Linked DNA regions of Anser cygnoides: region 1 is linked to region 2. The links are chromatin contacts, called in public Hi-C maps. All regions are on one chromosome and are shown on one strand. Each heading gives the region's core, a stretch centred on a gene start, on an enhancer-like site or on the middle of the called end of the contact. The rest is flanking DNA. Distances are from core to core; before and after follow the strand shown. Region 1 holds the start of RIPK4 (receptor interacting serine/threonine kinase 4). Region 2 has its middle 40 kb from the start of TMPRSS2.

The links. Hi-C and Micro-C count contacts between places; a contact is called where the count stands out from the background.
Region 1: a Hi-C map of liver shows a contact between it and region 2, with 2.9 times the contacts expected there. The contact joins the promoter of RIPK4 here to the enhancer-like site in region 2. A contact is called at or near these places in 4 of 7 Hi-C or Micro-C datasets (granulosa cells and liver).

What each region holds. Positions count from the first base shown.
Region 1 is chr1:117,228,858-117,232,054 of Taihu_goose_T2T_genome, forward strand. It overlaps RIPK4 (receptor interacting serine/threonine kinase 4), which reads right to left and starts at 1,520. Exons shown (of 8, transcript XM_013181231.3): 1 at 1,247-1,520. The coding sequence starts at 1,428. LOC125183659 (a long non-coding RNA gene) reads left to right here and starts at 1,527. Exons shown (of 3, transcript XR_007166003.2): 1 at 1,527-1,956; 2 at 2,053-2,201; 3 at 2,665-3,111.
Region 2 is chr1:117,185,692-117,189,107 of Taihu_goose_T2T_genome, forward strand. No RefSeq gene overlaps it. Among named protein-coding and RNA genes, the nearest start is that of TMPRSS2, 40 kb to the left of the region's middle. Within about 2 kb of position 1,915, at least 2 of the 3 cell types and tissues checked have open chromatin away from gene starts, as enhancers often do. A contact at or near this core is called in liver, where this site is marked.

The DNA.
Region 1 (3,197 bases), core at 270-2,769, 43 kb after region 2:
TACTCCAAAGCTTCAGTGGTAGGTGGGCCTGTGGGTTAACCAGATAACGCATCCTCTGCCACTCTGAGGTCTTTTCCATTTTATTCACAGACAGTACAGTTACCCTATGCAAACATTCAATTCTCCCTCTTCCCTTTTAACAAGGAGCACCTTATCTCCCCTACTCCGCTACGTAAGCCATGCCTACAGCAAATTCAGGCTGGCAAGATGCCCCCCTACCCCAGCAATCTTGCAGAAGACGGGCTCACAAACACCGTCAGTCCCGGGCCAGCTTATCTCCTGCTGCTGCAGGAACCGCAACAAGGGAAACCTTCTGCGACTCAACCACCTCACACCCCGAAGAGCGAACTGCAGAATCAGCTCGTGAGCTGGCGGAGATCCCAGCAATCGAGGTGGAGCTGGAAAAGCTCCATCAGCGCGACTTGGCCACGCTCCCCACCTCCTGCACAGATGCTGACCTGTCGGGAAGTTACCGCTGTCCCTCAAAACAGCGGGATGCTTCCAAAGCGCACCCCAAAACCCTCCGTCCTCCTTCTTTTGGGATCGTGCCATGCCCTCCATTGGGGGCGGCCGAGCTCCAGCGTGTTCCCACCAAACGGTGCCTTGCCCTGGAAGGAGACGTGAGGCACGGAGAGCCTCCAGACCTCATTCTGTGTTTTCACTCCTTTTGCAAGGACTGAAGCACGGGACCAGGGCAGGGCAAAATGCCTTGCGAGCGGCCCCAAGCGAACAGGCGGGCCCATGCTGCAGCTCTTCCCGAGCCACTTCGAGCGGCCAAGAGTCGCTCTTCCTGGCCCCACCACATCTCGTGGTGGCCTGGGCTTCACCTGAGTGCGACAAGGGCCACGTTCGCCCGGGGAATGGTTAATTTCGAGGCTGTCTTCGCCACGTCTGGTCACACGCGTGGCTGCCACGGGCTGCGTGCGCGGGGCTGGGCTCGCCTGGTTTGCTCGCTTTCCAGCAAGTGCCAAAGGTCCGTGACTCTGGGCTACACTGCCTGCTTTGCCACCCCAAAAATAAGGTTACGCCGGCAGGGCGGACAGCATTATAACCCAGTTTGGCCTCGGAAGCGTCTGAACCGCCGTTACGCATTTGCATGCACTGTGTAGGTGAACCAAAAAATAATAATAAAATAAAATAAGAAAAGCGAAATCCCCGACGTTTTGGGGGGTCTCCTCCCAAAGCGGGCACAGCCGAGCCTTTCCACCCTGCCTTCCCCCCGCACCGTGCCCGGTCCCCGTCTTACTTCTCGTCCACATGGAGGCTGGGCGAGCACTTGATGGCGAGCCAGGTCTTCCAGTGGAGGTGGCGCACCTTGTACACCTGCCCGAAGCCCCCCGAGCCGATCTTCTCCCAGCTGCCGAACTCGCTCTCCTCGAAGGCTCTCAGCAGCCCCACGGCCCAGGGGGAGCCGCTGTCCCGCGACATGGCTGAGACCGACCCTGCCCTGCCCTGCCCGGCTCGGCTCGGCTCGGCTCGGCACCGCCGCCCTCCCCGCGCCGGCCCAGGTGAGTCAGGTGCGGCCGAGGGGGGGAGGCGGCGCCGTCATTTCCTGGGCCGGGCCCGGCCCCGCCGCCATGGCGCTGGCCCCGCCGCCTCCGTGCGCGACGGGGAGGAGAAGCTCGGGCCCCGGGGGGCGGCCGCCCCCTGCTGCCTGCCCGGCTCCTGCCCCCGGGAGCGGGGCTCCGCTGTGAGGGCAGCCCCGAAGGGTGTCCTCGGCTCCTCGGGCAGCAGCGCAGTGGGCGAGCTGTGGCAATTAAGTTATTAAATAAAAGGGGGTGACTGCTCGCTCTGCTTTTCTTCTAACAGGGCCTGCGTCCCTCTGGCACAAGGGAAACCCTTCATCTACCCTTCATCAACCCTGTATCTCCCAGACCCATCCTGCAGAGGATGGAGGCCGCCCGGGCACGTTAGAAGCATTTCTTAGGCTCTGGGAAACTGTGCTGCCACACACTCGTGCGTCTATGCCTTGCAGTTGCCTTGGCACGAGGGATTTTGATTAGCCCAGCTGCAAACATCAATCCCTGAATCGTTTTTTGGGTCTAATTGCAGGTACCGCAGGACCGATGGATGAGGCGTAATCAGTTGCTGAGACACTGCAGCTGAAAAGGAGGGAGCCTGCAACCTTTGGTACATAACATAATCCTGAGGAGGCTACTCCTATCTGCATCGTGACCTTCACGCCTATCACATGGCTAAAGGTTAATAAAGCTCGTGTTTGTTTGTTATAATGAATATCAGACTCGAGTTTGTTGTTCTAGGCAGTTAGTGTACAATTTACTCTGGCGAGTTAGGCAACAGACAGAGGACAATGTGTTTTAAAGCCAGGGTAATATAAGTAAGTCACTTTGTTGTCTTTGCAAAGCTCCATTTTAAAAGAATCTATAGAAACATTTAATTACTCCCAAGGCACGGGACATCAAGTCTGTTCTCAGGGCTTTATTCCACATGGACTACTTCCTGCTTAATTTACTCTGGATTAAATGAAACAATTGCTTACTCTGAATGAGAACATATATACATAAATACATTAGGAATAAGAAATAACTGTGAGTAGAGACAAACCCTTAGGCCACCTGTGTGACCCAACAGTACACCTCTGTCTGACCTCCTCCTCTTGGCTATCATCCTGACTTGTTCCTTGTTTTGATTTGGGTTCAGCAGGATCCATGTGGAGGGACTTCTGTGCTCTCAAGAAGCTCTGCTTAAATTGAAGAAATTTGCAGAACCAGGGCCTTGGACACTGTGTCTTCTGGAGGTGTGCATGACTGACTGCCCAACAGTACACCAAGTGTTTTATTCCACTAATGATACATTACCATTCAAACACCTCTTTCATTAGACAGATGGCAAAAACTGTAAAACAAAATGAACTATGCAAAACTCAGGTTGCAGCTGAGTTTAAGCAAGAAATGGGTTGTGTACCTTCTACCTGTACTGTGATTGGAGAGCTAATTCAGCACACACCAGCAGCAAAGGAGAGCTCATGACAGAACATGAAAAGAGCTGGTCTAAGAGAATTTAGATTACTCAAGTGCTTTCAAAAAGGCTAGGCCTAAATAAAAGCCACACTTAAGGTGCCTAGAGAACGGCTACTCAGCCTCAGAGGTTTTAGTTGGTGAAGTGTAGGAAAGCTGGAAAAGGGCACCAGAAGAGCTCCTCTTAAAGACGCACAGAAAGATGGTGGCAAAGGAATC
Region 2 (3,416 bases), core at 665-3,164:
GCAAGCAAGAAAGAAAGGAAAGAAAGAAAGAAAGAAAAAGGTCCATAAATGCTTCAGATTAGAGCCTTTCATTTGATGCCACCGGATTTTCAGGTGTCCACTAGGAACTGAATTTAGGGCAATTTGTGTCCTTTTTTCTTCTAGAACCAAGCTTCTATGTTGAAAAACATCTCCAGTGATGAAATACTATATGGCTTATGTAAGTAAAAAATAATAATAATCACAAAAATATAACTATTCTAAGGAGTTCAGCTCAGCAGAAAACAATGAGGGAACCATACTACTGAATTTCTGTACTGTATGATGGGTCCACATCTTAGAAATGATCTGTTAAGCTGTCCAGAAAAACCTGAAACTGGACAAAACAAACAAGCCAATAAATTAATATTAATAATAATAATATAAGTAGATTCTGAGGCTGGAGTAATTTTTCATCCAAAATTATTTTGGTCAGAAAATGCAAGCTTCTGTGTCTTTTATATTACTCACCAAAATGGCTAAGACCTTTTTTGTGGAACTGTGCACGTACACTTGTTGCCACCTGTATCTAGTCTCTGAAGCAGTCAAACAATGACAAAATCCAAGTGAGTAATGGCATTTTTTTCCCCTAAGAGTTTATGTATGCAAGGATTTATATATCCTGTTGTAATGTGACTGAGTTACCATGTGTGGTAGCTTCAGAAATAGAAGCAGTGTGAACTTCCTTACCAGTCAAGGAACTGGTCTACACACTTATTCAGTAAAATGCCAGATTACAGAGCAAGTTCAGTAAGACCAATGGTGATGCCAAAGCTTACTCCTGATGAGACCAGAGTGGTGTCAGTCACCCCACATGCAAGCTAGATAGGAAATTTGGCCTCTGCTCAAACTGAGCAAGACTCTTAAGTTGAAACTGTTGGGTTGGTCATTTTGGAAGCCTGAATTCCTCCCTGTCTTGGAAAGGAATCCCTCGTGTGTTACACTCCAGCCTGGAGTGTAATCAATTCAATCTCTGTTTCTTTCTTTATTTGAACACGCTGCTACTGTTGCCAGTTAAACAGCAAAATGAGGTCAAAAACCACATTTGGAACAGAAATGCTTGTGTTGGTTTAAGGGCAAACTGCCTTTCTGCAGCAGCATTCTGCCCTTGGTGGCAGAGAGGTCATGTCCGTGCACTTTGGCTCTCTTGGTCCCAAATGTCTGCCCCTAACCCTAGGCTCTGAGCTATCCCAGCAGGTCAGTGCTGGCCAGGTCAAGGTAATGGTATGTTGTCTGCATAACAGCCTTGCTTTTGGCTGGCCATGCAGCACAAGGGTTACAAACAGTTCAGCAGGTAGCAGCATCCTAAATTGCTGCTATTAAATTTGGTGTTGCGTGCTTGACCTATGCCCTTAAAAGCTTTTCTGGAACCGGTCTCATTTGTTAAGCCAGCAACTAGAGCTTTGCAATTTCTAAGTTTGTTTTAGTAAACTGATCTTATCTGAAGATCAAAATAGATTTTGAGGGTGCCAAATGCTGTACTCTGCTTGCACTTGTCAGAGCTGATGAAGGTTTCAGGTCGAACATCGCGTTGGGCTCAGCCGTTCCTCGTGTTCCTGTCAGCTTTGGCGAGGCTGTGAGAGGGAGGCGAACCCTCCCGTCCTGCATCATGATCTGACTTCTTGTTTGGTTGTCTGCAGTACACACTGCACTCCAATCTCTGGTTCGATCTGTTGTTATCACAAAAGGTTATGTTTCAGAAAGCCAATATTTAGTTTGGCACACGTGGCATTTTTCTTTTCTGTATCTTACTATTAAATCCCTGACGGAGAGCGTGTTGCTGGATAATGACACACAGATGTCCTCCTTTGGATTTAGGTAATTAAATTGCAGGTGCTGCTAGAGGAATCCTTTCTTCTCTCTATCCAAAGTAATAATAGGCATCTTGTAAAACTTGTCACGTACTTTTATTCTTTCAGCCTCAAACAGAATGAGTTCTGCAGTAACGTTTGGTGGCAGACATCTGCGGGGCTGAGAGTTTTATTTTTCACCTTTATTACTGGTGGTTCAGAGATGCTGAAACACCTTACAACACGTGAGGAGCATTGCACAGCAACTCCAGCGTGTGCTCAGAGGGGCTGGAGAGATGTGGCCAGGAAAGCAGGCTCGGGAGGGCAGCCATCACAGCCAGGTGTGCCTCAGGCCTCACAGATGCTTGGCGGGGAGGGGACTTGGGAGTCCTGGAGCAGGCCCAGATGGGAGACACACTGCTTCTTAGGGATTTCTTCCCGAGTATGGTGGTGGCGGACAGGAGGCATTAAACCACAAACAAGACAAGGTGTCTGCCAATCTGCAGCTTGGGGCGTGAGAGCTGAGTGGAGAGGTGCTTCATGGCCTATGCTGTGTGTGGTGGGTGGTGTCTGCCTATGCACAGAGCTGCTGTTGGGGTAAGCAGGCAGCATTTGGGTGCTTTTCTTTCCCCACAGACCCCAGCTGTCCCCACAGCCTTCAGAAAAGGCAGCACAGGGTCATATCTTTGCACTGTGGCACAGATGGGCCTGTGTCCGGTTTGTCCACAAGGATGGTGGAAATGCTCCTGCACCATACCGTCACCCAAAAAAGAGTTGAACTTTCCCTTCCACCATCCCTGCAGCACGGCCAAAGCCCACGGCCAGCTGTGAGCACGGGGTTTGGTAGCTCCGCGATCCTTCATTGTGTGCTTGTAGCCACGCTGTAGTGTGGAGCAAGGCCCCCCAGGCATTTCCTACATGCATCACAGATGCAATTAAATACAGGGGGGTGTAGGACAAAATAGGCTTGTCTGTTGCTGTTTTGTCAAAATGCAACCAGGACAAATGCAAACTAATTATAAATCTAGACAACTCCCATGTAAAACGCAGCGGTGTGTCATGCGTGTGCCAACACACAGAGCCATTAGTCAGTTGTTGTTCAGGCAAAATTCCCACTGAGTAAGGTCAGAGTAATCACCTCAGGATCTGGCCCTCCTGCCTTCCCCTCCAGCTGCTGTAATGCTCTCTGTGTGATGAGCACAAGGTCCTTTCTGATCTCCGCCAGGTGCGTGTCCCGTACCCAGCGCCGTGCTGAGTCAAGGCCAGGCTTGGCACGGCACCTGGATGTTGCCCATCCTCTCCAGGAGGAGACAAAACCTCCTGGGCTGCCGCATGCTGTCCCCCCGCAGATCCCTCCATTGCTGCATCATGTTGCCAAAATCACCACAGCTGTCTATCAGAGGCCGAGCACCTTCATTATCTCCCCGTCTTCCCCTGGCCATGCCCTCAGCCCACTCTCCCTACTGCTATCTGGTGCACAAGCCCACCCGGCCTTCACATGCTTGCTCAGCCCATGGCCTCCCGCCGCAGCTTCCTGGAGGCAGGGCCACCTCTTTGGGCAGGCCTGGGGCCCACGTATGCCCTCAGGGCCAGTCATGGTAAATTCAC